3 separate regions of the Zea mays genome follow, and regions 1 and 3 are each linked to region 2. A link is a contact called in public Hi-C data. All regions are on one chromosome and are shown on one strand. Each heading gives the region's core, a stretch centred on a gene start, on an enhancer-like site or on the middle of the called end of the contact. The rest is flanking DNA. Distances are from core to core; before and after follow the strand shown.

Region 1 (2,700 bases), core at 141-2,640, 150 kb before region 2:
TCAAACCTTATAAATAGAGTTTATGCAGGTTCGGGATCAACATTTTGGCTTCCCCACTTGGTATACACCCTATTAGACCTAAGAAAACATCAACCACTCATATCTAGTGACATAAAATAAGATTGGAAGTGATTTCTAATGATTCTCATAGAGTTTTTTATCTAGTAGCACTACTAATCATATTGAGTTGTAGGGTTCTTTTTACTCTTGGTGGCTATCTCCACTAGACTGTTTGGAGGCAATAATGAGGGATCGTTGTGCAGCTTTGGAGGTTATTGCTGACTTCGGTCATCATACTGTAAGGAGATCTTATGGTTATCCATGCGGGAGATCCACAATGACCAACAATGATGATATTGCGGCTTGTTACATTGGAGTGTCTTGTTAGAGTGATTACTATGGCGTCCTATGGGTTTGGCTTGTTACGCCAAATAAGCACATGAATCTTCTAGTTTGGGATCACTACAATGAGTATGTAGGTTGGTAGCAAGCAACCAAACCACGTCGTCTGTCCATATGGTTTGCACTCCAAGCTATCCTTGCTAATACATATACTTATTGCAAGATCATTAATTATCATATATCTATTTTTTAGCACATATATAGCTTGTTATATACTTATATATTATTCACAGTCTACTGGTTTGGTTAGGGAAATAGCCTTGATTAAACATAACACAAGTAATTATTTCCACATATCAAATATATTGGCCCCATTTGTAACTATTAGGTTTATAAGAAAAAAATTATAGCCTATTCAACCTACTTCTATCCATCTAGATCTTTTTGATTAGTAATGAAACGATTTAACATTATAGGATAGGAGTTTACACATACCTAATAAGGCCTAGTTTATCTCTACACAGAAGTGGAGAATAGACTGCCACGGCGCCACTGTTACCTCTATCGGCACCAACCATCGGATTTTGATCTCCTACAACGATTTTCCCTCAAACCATAAGACACATATCTAAAATTTATAAGGTATAGTTGTTAGAGTTACATGTTAAGATCATATAACATTAACAGCGATTAAAATAAATGTTACCCGGCGCCGGCCTTGGCAGCCTACGACCGTTTTCTGTTCTTGAACACCAATCGAGCCGCACGCCGGAAACCAACGAAGCAGAAGCTTCTCTGGCCGGTGAGTAGTGTACAAAAGCAAAACGCATTTTTTTTCTATTCTAAAACCCTCTCAGTCTCACTTCACGCCGATCGCAGCCGTGGTACGACAGCAACTCGCAACAGACACAAGGCCACATCCTCTCTTGCCGCCCTTGAGTCTTGACCAAAGGAGCTCACTGAACCACACGCACAGAGCTGCGACGTCTCGACTCGAAAGAAAGGGCTCTGTTCCCGTTAGCCACCCGGACCCGGCTCCGCGTACCTGCCGGCCGGCTGACCACGCTGCCCGTGAGCTATCGGGTAGCGAGCCTTAAAGCTTACGTGACAGCTCGGTTTGCTGTGTGTTCTCTGCGCGGTCGGCCCGGCGAACTTCCTCTGGTTCCTGATGATGGATGTATCGCAAGTTGCCGCAGCCGTGGCGCTGATGGCGTTCGCGGTCGCGTTTCCGGCGTCGGCCTTCCCGTCCGGCTTCCCGCCTGGGACGCCACCAGCGTTCCCGAATCCGTGGGCGGCGTTCCAGAACCTGTCTGGCTGTCACATGGGGGAGGAGCGGCAGGGCTTGGCCGGGCTCAAGGACTACCTCAGCCACTTCGGCTACCTCCCGCCGCCGCCGCCGTCGTCCCCCTTCAGCGACGCGTTCGACCAGAACCTGGAGGCGGCCATCGCGACGTACCAGCGCAACTTCGGGCTCAACGCCACCGGCGCGCTGGACCCGTCCACCGTCTCGCAGATGGTCGCGCCTCGCTGCGGCGTGGCCGACGTCATCAACGGTCCACCATGGCGAGGAGCTCCTCCGCCGACGCCCACGGCAGGCACCTGTACGCCTACTTCCCCGGGGGGCCGACGTGGCCGCCGTTCAGGCGGGACCTCAAGTACGCGATCACCGCGACCTCGGCGGCCGCGTCCATCGACCGGTCCACGTTGAGCGACGTCTTCGCGCGCGCCTTCTCCCGGTGGGCCGCCGCCACCAACCTGCGGTTCGCGGAGACCGCGTCGGAGTCCGACGCCGACATCACCATCGGCTTCTACTCGGGCTCGCACGGCGACGGCGAGCCGTTCGACGGGCCCCTGGGCACCCTCGCGCACGCCTTCTCGCCCACGGACGGCCGGTTCCACCTGGACGCCGCGGAGGCGTGGGTGGCCGGCAGCGACGTGTCACGCTCGTCGGCGACCGGGGCGGTGGACCTAGAGTCCGTGGCGGTGCACGAGATCGGCCACCTACTGGGGCTCGGCCACTCCTCGGTGCCGGACGCCATCATGTACCCGACGATCCGGACGGGGACGAGGAAGGTGGAGCTGGAGGCCGACGACGTCCAGGGGATACAGAGCCTGTACGGGAGCAACCCCAATTTCAAGGGCGCGACCCCGACTTCGCCGGCGACGAGCAGCCGCGAGATGGACAGTAGCGCCGGCGCCGGATGCCGACCAGATAGAGTCTTCGTCGGAGTAGTTGCGGTTGCGGCAGTTGGCCTGCTCCTCCTAGTCCTCTAGTGCCGTAGACCTCTAGTGTTCGCCATTTTTTTTTTTTTTTTGGCCACGTCCTTCCTTGTATCGATTTGTTGCTCGATTAGCTGA
Region 2 (2,700 bases), core at 160-2,659:
ATTCTGTTCAAATTATATTTCAGATACAATCACAATGTCATCAATTCTTTCCTTTCCGCTGTGATCATAATTCTTGCTACAATTCAGATGCTACAAAATAGGGAAAGCCTCGAGGCCTGGCCTGTAGATGTCTGTACTCAGATTATGCAAAGCCAGCTGATCCCATCGTCTTGCTTTAATTTAACCGTAAAGACAATTATGGTCGCGTAACGACACCAGGACTCCAGGAGTACATAGGAGTGGTGGTCTCAGCATGGTGAGCCCTACTGTTTTGGTCAGTTTCATTTACTCAAAAATCACATAGTTTTTTTTTTGCATTGAATTAGTCACCATCATTTGCTTTCAGGTCTACAGTACAAGCAAGAGTTTCAGGCTGCAAAATTGTGATCCCAATATTTTGGTTGTATGGGTTGTTGTCAGTGTTTGGGGAATACCATATCTCCAAAGGACATCAAGACGTATTCAAATATCCCTGTAACTGTCATGCGCTAGATGCCTTGACCCACCGAGCGCTATGCAAAGCTTGAGAAGGATGGTTCGTCGAAACATGTCCCAAGTGATTGACTCCTCGCCATTGCTTGGGTTGTTCTGAATAAATATGTTTAGTTGGCTACTTGCCTTTTGGTTTGTCTAGCTAACACAATTTAAATCAAATATTTCCCCAACGTCATCGACAGGAACACTGTATCTACTGACCATTCGTGATTTTTTTTCTTGGACTATGGAGAGCATCTGAGCTACAAAGCTGTTCTCTTGGCTACAACTTGATATATCAAATTGATTTTGTTTGTCCCTTAGTAAATTTCAGATCTTAGTGCAGATAATGATGCGCTAATCTATTTACAGTTGCAGCCACTTGCGCTACTAATTTTCCAAGAATGAAAAAAACACACTGTCCTGCTTTAAACATAATTCTGCTAACTAGCAACATGTTTCATAATCGAAGAAAACCTGTGGAGAGGAGATACCATGCGAAAATAGTATTAGAATGTCAATCAGATGCACTTGTTCTCCAAATAAAATGCTGTTGTCAGTTGTCGTGTGTCATTTGTTAACCATATTGCAAATCTATTGGGATGTATTATTATTATATTATACGGAGTAACATATACTAGTTCTTTATTACTCCCTCCGTTTCTTTTTATTTGTCGCTGGATAGTGCAAAATTGCACTATCCAGCGACAAATAAAAAGAAACGGAGGAAGTAGTACGTATCAGTTAAATGTCGAACCAATTTACAGAATCGCGCACGACCGCACGCACGGGACAATCTCGGTCTGCGCCGCCAGCCTGTCAAGTTCAGCGGCTGCAGGCCAACCAACCCAGCTCCTTGTCAAGAATGCAACAACTACGCGAATAAAAATCTCGCGTCTTTCTTCCTCCATTCCTCCTCTCCCTCTCCCTCTCCACGGCCCACGCCCACGCCCACCGCCCCATCCACCCCGAAACCCTAGCGGATCGTCGCCATGGCCGCGGCCGCGCTCCTTCGCCGCATCCCCGCCGCGCGGGCCCCGGCCACGGCCTTCATGGCGGCGCGTCCGGTCTCCGATTCCACGGCGGCGCTCACCATCGAGACATCTGTCCCTTTCACCTCCCACCTCGTCGACCCGCCCTCGCGCGATGTCACCACCACCCCCGCCGAGCTCGTCACCTTCTTCCGCGACATGTCCCTCATGCGCCGCATGGAGATCGCCGCCGACTCCCTCTATAAGGCCAAGCTCATCCGCGGGTTCTGCCACCTCTACGACGGCCAGGAGGCCGTCGCCGTCGGCATGGAGGCCGCCATCACCCGCTCCGATTCCATCATCACCGCCTACCGCGACCACTGTACCTACCTTGCCCGAGGAGGTGACCTCGTCTCCGCCTTCTCCGAGCTGATGGGCCGCGAGGCCGGCTGCTCCCGCGGGAAGGGTGGATCCATGCATTTCTATAAGAAGGATGCCAATTTCTATGGCGGGCACGGCATCGTCGGCGCGCAGGTGCCCCTCGGATGCGGCCTAGCCTTCGCTCAGAAGTACAAGAAGGAGGAGACGGCCACGTTTGCGCTCTATGGTGACGGTGCGGCTAACCAGGGACAGCTCTTTGAGGCTCTCAACATTTCGGCCCTCTGGAAGCTGCCCGCCATATTGGTTTGCGAGAACAACCATTGTGAGTTCGTGCATCAGTTCCGGGAAACGGGGTTACATCGTGAAAATCTGATTGTTCATCATGAGAAATATGACGTGATCTGGGTTTGATTTCTGTTGTATAGATGGTATGGGAACAGCGGAATGGAGGGCAGCGAAGAGTCCTGCTTACTACAAGCGTGGCGACTATGTGCCTGGATTGAAGGTAATTATTCTTTTAGTTTGCTCGCATTGTTCACAATAGCTGGCTGGTATGATAAATTTTGTTTCTCTTTATGGTATGTTTGATTGTTTATGGTGGTTTTATATGGGGCCTTCGACTTTAGGTTCTCTGTGTTGCAACTTTTAGTTGCTCAATAGGGCTTGTTCATTGATCAAAGTATACAGGCATACAGTTGAGTGAGGATGGCATACGGTTGAGTGGAAAAGGCATCTTGTATTGATTTGCAATTATAATGATGTATTCTTGACTTTGACTGTTAAGGGAATAGCTTAAGCTTGGATCTCATGTTGGCATTACTTTTAGTGTTTGCTACACACATAACTAAATTGTAATTCATGCAGGTTGATGGAA
Region 3 (2,700 bases), core at 113-2,612, 220 kb after region 2:
GTCAGCACTTTGCAAATGAATGGGGGTCGACCGATGCGCATGCCATGTGGATGGAACCGCACAACTTTTTTTTCGTACGTTCGATGGGTGGGCCACCTAACCTGGTTGTTGTTATTCGCCAGAGAGAAATATATATACTATAGTTGCGGCGGGTTGGAATGTTTGGGGGAAACGAATGAAGAAACCGGTGACTAATAAACTAGTAGTACTCGTATACAAGCGATAGTTGAATTGGTTTGTAGCTAGCTTCATCATGTTGTGTAACAGCTAGCTTTCGCACGAGGCCAAGTCACAGCGAACTGGTCTCTCTTTCTCTCTCGGCATGGGCATGGGCAGCATGACCAGGTGAGATTTCACGCGGTGTGTGGATGCATGGTGCAAGTACTGTAGTGTTGATGATTACCTCAGCCCACAGCTCATCGGGCCTGGTGTGCGCCTTGACGAAGTAGTCGGTGCCCCACTTGACGGCCTCGAGCGCGTGGCCGAGCTCGCCGGCCGCCGCGACGTCGGCGCCGTACTCGATCAGGCTCCACGACAGCATGGTGACGGTGAACGCCATGGGGAGCCCGAACTTGACGTGATCCCCGGCGTCGTAGTATCCGCCGACCAAGTCCACCTGTTGGCGCGCGCGATCGATCATCACCATCATCACCATCATCATCACGGAGAAGGAAAGAAAAAAAACGACAGCCATCTCGATCGATTCCGTGCACCGGCGCGCGGCGATCGTGGGAAAGCGATGGAATGGAGCCACCGACGTACCCCTTGCTCGAGGCCGTCGGTGAGGCCGGAGTGGTGGCGCCAGGTGACGCGCTGGCTGTGCGGGAGCCGGCCCGAGCGCTGCGCCTCGAAGTAGAGCAGGCTCTTCCGCAGCGCGTCCTCGTAGCTGTGCGCCTTCGCGTCGGCGCCACCGAGGACCAGCAGGAGAAGAAGCGCGACCCCGAGCCGGTGGCGCGGCGTCGCGGCGGCGCTCATTGCACGAGGAGAGTCCCCGCGCGCTGCTGCGCCCGCTCGCATGTGCGGCAGCGGTGGTGGATAGCCTCTCCGTGCCCTGCCTGCCTGCCTGCCTGCTGTGGCCCTGTAAGCTCTTCCTCCCTGCCGGCTGCCGCGCTCCGTGCGTGTGTGCGGGCGCGTGATCGGAGGACTGGCTCACCTCGCCGGCCTCCCTCTCGCCCTCCTCTGTTTACGAGCGGCGCGCGCGGGGATTATATCCTGGCTGGCTGCTGCGACCCCGCCCCGACACAAGCGCACGCACAGGCACAGCGTGTTGAATTGGTTCAGCCCTCCCCGGAGGGGATGCAATAGAATACTACTCGGGACTCGGCAACGGAGGGGTTGGGGGCCGGGCGAGGTGAGGTGTGTTTGGAGGGGGGTGGACTCGTTCGGGCAATTTGGCCTCCCTTGGCCTTTGTCTGCCCGCGCGCAGGCGGTTGGGGACGGAGCCTGACACGTATACTGCTCCTGCTCGGACGCAACGTCAGGCACGCGACAAATCGAAGCCCAGTCATCGGCATTCGGCAGCTTCACGTGCTCCTCTCCTCCACCTCCAGGCTTACGTTTACGCGGTGCCGGTGAGCGATTATCGGAAAATTCATGCGGTCACTTTTCACTGCTTGTGCTCGACCTCGACATGATCCCGTTTTGCTATTGGCGAGCGGCGACCCGATCCCGGCACATCTTGGGAAAAAATTTTTGTACATACCAGATGTAAACGTTATCTTTTACAGTCCCTCACATCTAGCAGTCGGAGCCTCATAAACACAGATCAAAATTTACAAAATAACTCTTTAATAATTTGTTTTTCTTTTATTTATACGGACCAGCAGCTGGTATATATATGAGCAGCTGGTATATATGAGGGGCTGTAAAAAAAATAGTAACATACGGTACGTAAAGAATTTTTTTCCACATCTTGTCGGTAACTGCGAGCATGTCTCGCCAGGATAGTTGCCTACACGCCCTGCCCTGCCGTCTTAAGTCAACCCATCCGCGTGGCGATGGCTGCCTTCCTTTAACAAAAATATGTAACGACACATACAAACATATGCATCGAGTAGACTAAAGGTCTGTTTGGCTACTTTGGTAATGTAAATTATTTGTACACGGTTTTTCTAAGAATCTGGAGAAGCGGATTGCACGGAGAATCAACTAGCGTGAAGAAGTCTAGCATTTGACATTTCTGAAATATCCAAAATGCCCCCCGAACTCATGTGCTCTTGGTTACCTGTATTTGTAACGTAAATTACATATGTAAACTTATTAGAGCTAGCAAAAGCTACCTGGCACCCAGCTCTCAACTTGTGACGATTAGTTCAAACGCTACGACTTCGTTCTCCATTCGCGCGCAGGTCGCAGGGTAGAATATACACCGGCACATGATAGTCAGTCTAGTAGAGTAGACTCGTATACTATATACACTAGCTGTCGCCTGTAGCCGCCTGTAGGTTGGACTCTCCCGGTTTTGCTACACACTGGCGATCGACCTGATCCCGGCACATTTTGTCGGTAACCGCGAGCATGTCTCGCCAGGTAGTTGGCCACACGCACAGCTCGGCAGTCTCATGGTAAAGCCTCGCTCACGTCTTTCTCAGCAGCTTGCCGTGTATATATACGTACGACGGACGACGCAGCTACCTATTTTTCGTGCGTGTACACGAAACTACTCGCCTAGCTAGCTAATATAGCCAGCGACTCCCCCTT

The links. A called contact is a pair of places that touch in the nucleus more often than the background predicts.
Region 1: a contact with region 2 is called in a Hi-C map of tassel, with 1.9 times the contacts expected there. The contact joins the promoter of LOC100285384 here to the promoter of LOC100283889 in region 2. A contact is called at or near these places in 4 of 25 Hi-C or Micro-C datasets (ear, leaf and tassel).
Region 3: a contact with region 2 is called in a Hi-C map of leaf, with 4 times the contacts expected there. The contact joins the promoter of LOC100285069 here to the promoter of LOC100283889 in region 2. A contact is called at or near these places in 2 of 25 Hi-C or Micro-C datasets (ear and leaf).

Annotation. Positions count from the first base shown.
Region 1 is chr5:214,149,747-214,152,446 of Zm-B73-REFERENCE-NAM-5.0, reverse strand. LOC100285384 (metalloendoproteinase 1) reads left to right here and starts at 1,390. Exons shown (of 2, transcript NM_001158277.3): 1 at 1,390-1,894; 2 at 1,897-2,700. The coding sequence starts at 1,511. The coding sequence ends at 2,616.
Region 2 is chr5:214,000,447-214,003,146 of Zm-B73-REFERENCE-NAM-5.0, reverse strand. It overlaps LOC100283889 (pyruvate dehydrogenase E1 component alpha subunit), which reads left to right and starts at 1,409. Exons shown (of 8, transcript NM_001156787.2): 1 at 1,409-2,148; 2 at 2,252-2,331; 3 at 2,691-2,700. The coding sequence starts at 1,467. LOC103627702 (E2F transcription factor-like E2FE) reads left to right here. Exons shown (of 12, transcript XM_020538689.1): 11 at 88-256; 12 at 347-781. The coding sequence ends at 101.
Region 3 is chr5:213,780,857-213,783,556 of Zm-B73-REFERENCE-NAM-5.0, reverse strand. It overlaps LOC100285069 (endoglucanase 1), which reads right to left and starts at 1,362. Exons shown (of 5, transcript NM_001157964.2): 1 at 763-1,362; 2 at 404-616. The coding sequence starts at 1,017.